2 separate regions of the Mus musculus genome follow, and region 2 is linked to region 1. Evidence: chromatin contacts called from public promoter capture Hi-C data. All regions are on one chromosome and are shown on one strand. Each heading gives the region's core, a stretch centred on a gene start, on an enhancer-like site or on the middle of the called end of the contact. The rest is flanking DNA. Distances are from core to core; before and after follow the strand shown.

Region 1 (2,673 bases), core at 48-2,547:
TGTCTATTTCAGACTGTTTGTAGGCAAGTCTGTAGGTAAGGCATTTTCTCAATGACAGTAAGGGGGGGGGGGGTAGCACTCTCCGGGTGGTATCACCCCTAGGCAAGTGGTCCTGGGTGGTATGAGAAAGCAGGCTGAGCAAGTCGTGAGGCGCAGGCCAGGGGCAGTGATCCTCCATGGTATTTGCTTCAGTGCCTACCTCTGTGTAGATTCACCCATGCAATTCTTGTTTTTTTTTTTTTTTTTTTTTTTTTTTTGAGACAGGGTTTCTCTGTATAGCCCTGGCTGTCCTGGAACTCACTTTGTAGACCAGGCTGGCCTCGAACTCAGAAATCCGCCTCTCTCTGCCTCCCAAGTGCTGGGATTAAAGGCGTGCGCCACCACCGCCTGGCTCACCCATGCAGTTCTTACATGCTGCCCCACACTTTCGGTTTATGATGTTAAAGACCCGGAGGTTCCCCCCACCCCCTAAATGTTTTACTTTTAATATGTCATTTAATATTGAGCCTTCTTTGAAAGCAGTTAAGTTTGATTATATATATAAAACGGGTCTTAAGGCGTTCTCTATAATGTAAAAATCATGTGTTTCCTAGGAGACAGAAAACAACACCAAGGCTCTCCCGGTGAGAACTTTCATGGGCGGCTTCAAAGCGAAGAGACTCAAGGGCCAGGGCTTTTAGCGTCTCAAACTGTCCCCCTTCCCTGCAGCCACCACTCACTCCACCCTCACCCTTGACAACTCCCACCGTCCCCGATCCCTCAGCTCCGTCCCGCCACCTTTCGACCCAGTACGTTCGCACTTCCCGGAAGCCCAAATCCCGGCTTAGCTCAGCCTCACTTGGCATCCCGGCTGCTCTCCTCCGAGTCGGCGGTTGGCTGGCGAGCCTGGGTTTCCTCCAGCCGTTGGTCTTTCATCCCCGGTCAACCCTGATGCTCCTTTCCCACCCCGGGCTACGGCAAATCTCCCCAAATCCTCGCGACCCCGGGCGCTGCCCCCTGACCCCGAAGCCGCCGGCCTCCCTTTCCGCACCTGAGCAGAGCCGGTGCACCTTCAGCCGCCCGTTGTAGACGCGGGCCACCTGCGCCGTGAGCTCTTCCAGCTCCGTGCTCCCGGGCGCCTGCAGTAAGAACTGGCTCTCGTCGCCTCTCTTCACGTGCAGCACAACCATGGCTGCGCCAGAGGCGCCGCCGAGGTGGCAAGGCTGCGGGGCAGGGACCACGAGGCCCGAGCCGGGTCGGCCGGACCCACACCAGCCTGAGATTAACCGCTGCTCCGAGGAGGAACCGTGGAACGCGGCTCACGCTTCAGCCCGGAGGGATGAAGAAAACGGCGCACGCTCGCGGAAGTGGCTGTTGCCAGGGGCAACAGTCAAACATTGAGCTCGTGCCCAGTTAGAACTCGCGCCTGGAAGGCCGGAGGCGCTGAAGAACAGGTTGTGCGGGCCGCACAGTCGCCGCTCCCGGAAGTAGCTGTTGCCCGGGCAACCAAAACCCAAACTAACAGCTAGAGGCCTGTGCGGACGGTCCGGGGACTCGGGAGATGTCCGCTGGAGGAGCATGGCGACTCCTGGATTAAGAATGAGAGCGAGCGCTGGGCACTATGGGAGCATAGCCGCCGCCAAACTCAGACTGGTTTCGCGCAGGCACGGATCGCTTCCGGAAATGCCTTCTGCTTTGGGTCTCCGGTCAAAAAGTGGGGAGCGCTGCTGCTGTGCAGAGCTCATTTAGTTCCACAGCTGTCTATCGCCCGTCCCATGGAGTCTCGGTCCCCCACAATCTCAGATAGGGCAAGCGGGCGCAGCGCTGTTCTTCCAGGGCGCTCAGACACAGCTGAGGATCCCATTTTAGTGTTATAAAGAGAAAACAAATGGATGGAAGAAAATCAAATAGAGGAGTAAAGAAAATTAGCAAAGAAAATTAACCTGTGCTTTGAAATGATCTCAAACTCATAGTTTCGCTAAATGGTGAGGGTTTTTTGTTTGTTTGTGGTGATGGCACATTAAATTTTTTACTTGCCAATGGAAATTCCTGGAAAGAAGCTGTGTAATAAAAACAGCAGTGATGTGGAGAGGCTGTGAATCTGCGGGTCCAGACTGATTACCTTGTCTCTGTTAGCTATAGCTCCTAGAACAGACGTCCATTGCCCTCCTATGGGTCAGAAATAACTTGCATATAGGCTCTGAAATCTATAAACGTAGCTTTCACTAACCCAAAAGTTAAGAATATCGTCAAATAGCATCTGGTAACTAAAGAAAAACTTCGTCTTACTGTATATGCCTCTCTGGCATTTCCACCAATGTATTTTAAACTTGCCATGACTTACGACTTTGTCTTAGAGAGCTACAAAACTTTGTGAACATGGAATTTGGGGTAACCCAAATCTGTCATGGTCATTCATTCAAATTTGGCTTCAGAATAAACTACCTCTTATTCCCTGCATGTATTATGTGCACACACACACACACACACACACACACGAATGTGGGAGTGCACACATGCATAGAGAGAAAAAAAAACCTCTTCCCTTTTGAGTAAAGAAGTCAGCTGGTGATAAAGACATATTTATTTCATATGACAGCACATCTCACAAGATATGTACAGAATGTATACCAGCAACTTTAATACTGTACTTCTATAAAGTATATAGTTATAAATACTGTATGCCACATAAGC
Region 2 (2,673 bases), core at 70-2,569, 2.7 Mb after region 1:
TTATTCAGGTTTCTTAAGCAATTGACTAGGAGCTTACTTTGAACGGCAATTTACAAGCAATGTATATGAGGCAGTAGAATATTTTGAAATGGAAATCTTATACCTGTCTCCTTTATTTTACTGTATTCCTAATACAATGACCTTCATACACACAGAGAGGTCTTCCTGTGGGGTCAGTATAACTAAAATGTCTTATTTTAATCTAAATGGCCACTTGTTTCTAATAGCAACCTACTGAATGGAGAGGAAACGAAACTTGACCTGGAGATCCCTATAGCCAGGGTGTTAGGAACCAGTGACGAAATCTGTTTCCCACGACTGAACCAAATGTCATTTTGCGAGCATATGGCATCATGTCATCTTAAAAAGGGACTAAAAGGGTGCATTGTGGTGCACAGAAGAGCAGCATCCCCTGAAGGCCCTGTACACATCTGTACACTCAATACAAACATCCAGGTAAGACAAAGCAATTAGAAGTATCTAAAGGGATACCACAGGCTAGTAAGGAATGTTTCCTGCCCAAAGATTACCCCAATAGCTTTGCTTTGGTGTCCTAAGAGGTGAATTCAACACAAATTGCGATTCCTCATCATAATCTCCCAGTTTGTCCTACAATTCAAGTTCCTACAACTTAAGTGGCAGCTTTATGTTATTTTTTTTAAACACCAGAAAGAAAACGTACAGAGGTCCAATTTGCAAGTTGGGGAAAACAGTGAAAAATTCATACAAGTAATGAGGAAGACCTAGACCCGTGGGCAAGCTGAATGCATGATTTCCAGGTGCAAAGCTGTGTTTCTCTCTCTCTCTCTCTCTCTCTCTCTCTCTCTCTCTCTCTCTCTCTCTCTCTCTCTCTCTCTCTCTCCCTCCCTCCCTCCCTCCCTCCCTCCCTCCCTCCCTCCCTCCCTCCCTCCCTCCCTCCCTCCCTCCCTCTCTCTCTCTCTCTCTCTCTCTCTCTCTCTCTCTCGCCTTCTCCTGCAGTCTTGCCTGGCAGCTGGCTTCAACACGCCTTCAGGAAAAAGCCTGAGATGTCAGTCATTTGACCTGGCCGGTTTTTTTCCTGGCTGGTATGTAACCCCCAACTGCATAATGCATAATCTGAGATAACAGACAACCTGACACCTTTCGTTGCATGGTAAACTTTTATTTAAAAAAAAAACAAAAAACAAAAAAAAAAAAACGGAGTTCAGGTAAGGTGAGCCATTTCCTAAATACACAGCAATTTGACAAGAGGCAACTTTAAAATCCACACTAAACAACAAACACACCCCCCACCAGCCACGCCCCCCGTAGGGAGGGGGCTTAAACTGCGCATGCGTGCTAGGTGCGACATTGTCGACGCCAATTTCAGTCCGCCAGTGAACCGGTCTTGAACCACTCTCCAGCAGCCTCGAGAGGCAGAGTTTGCGCCAAGTTCCTTGGTCTCCGACGGCCTCCCTTCTCACGCAGCCATGTCTTCCAGCAGACCCGTGGCGCTGGTGACCGGTGCTAACAAAGGAATCGGATTCGCGATCACTCGTGACCTGTGTCGGAAATTCTCCGGGGACGTGGTGCTCGCGGCGCGGGACGAGGAGCGGGGCCAAACGGCAGTGCAAAAGCTGCAGGCGGAGGGCCTGAGCCCACGCTTCCACCAGCTGGACATCGACAACCCGCAGAGCATTCGCGCACTGCGCGACTTTCTGCTCAAGGAATACGGAGGCCTGGACGTGCTGGTCAACAACGCAGGCATCGCCTTCAAGGGTAAGCCATTGGGTGTGGAGATGGAAGGTGGCTTCCCCAGAGCCTGGTGGCAAGGTGGGCTGTGCCTCTCTGGGATCATTACTAGGACCAGGAGCACTATGCTGTAGGACTCTGAAACAGATCCCCTGGGAGAAACAGGACAGGGTAGTAGGGGCTGCAGGAAAGCAGAGCCTCAATGTTCGCCATCATTTCTAGGTTTCCCTCACCCAGTTGTTGAGTAATTGAATTGGACTTGGCGATACTTAAGTGGAACTATATCTGATACTGAAATAAGCAAGAGATTGAGGAGAGAGAAAGAGACAGAGGGAAACGGTGTTTCCTTAAGATCCTGATATATACAAACTTCACCTAGCCACCCCCAGTGGTGGTGGTGTCTTTCAAGCACAATAGAAAATTGTCAGATGGACAGTGATGCAGAGCTGTATGTAAACAAGACTGTACTTGCAAGTGGATCTCTAAAGCTCTAGCTTACTTAGGTCTTTACATTTCCACTCCGCTAACTCGGTTCTCTTCTCCCCCCCCCCCCCCCGAAAGTCAATGACGACACCCCCTTCCACATTCAAGCAGAGGTGACAATGAAAACGAACTTTTTTGGTACCCGAGATGTCTGCAAGGAGCTGCTCCCTCTAATAAAACCCCAAGGTGAGTCTGCCAGGTGACTTCCGGGCTCAGCTCCTCTCCCTACTGCACAGCCTCTCTGCCACTGTGAGGCACTGCTCAGACCTTTGATCTCAATTCTTTTGTGGCCATTGACTTTCTCTTTGCATACGCAGCTCTTCTTAATCTTCAGATAAGATTCCAGCATCCACTTCTTCCACCTCCTCACCCATTAGGGGCTTTAGGACTCCAATTATGTCTGAAATATTTTGCATACATACTGACATCCCACTGGCCACAATGGCCTGTCCCCACAAGTGCTAAGATTGTACCCAACTA

The links. Capture Hi-C pulls out chosen DNA fragments and counts their contacts.
Region 2: a promoter capture Hi-C map of liver shows a contact between it and region 1, with 2.2 times the contacts expected there. The contact joins the promoter of Cbr1 here to the promoter of Cfap298 in region 1. A contact is called at or near these places in 1 of 39 promoter capture datasets (pre-B cells) and 2 of 9 other capture datasets (adipose tissue and liver).

The regions. Positions count from the first base shown.
Region 1 is chr16:90,933,552-90,936,224 of GRCm38.p6, forward strand. It overlaps Cfap298 (cilia and flagella associate protien 298), which reads right to left and starts at 1,298. Exons shown (of 7, transcript NM_026502.2): 1 at 1,031-1,298. The coding sequence starts at 1,169. It overlaps Synj1 (synaptojanin 1), which reads right to left. Exons shown (of 32, transcript NM_001164483.1): 32 at 2,546-2,673.
Region 2 is chr16:93,606,518-93,609,190 of GRCm38.p6, forward strand. Cbr1 (carbonyl reductase 1) reads left to right here and starts at 1,320. Exons shown (of 3, transcript NM_007620.2): 1 at 1,320-1,737; 2 at 2,272-2,379. The coding sequence starts at 1,449.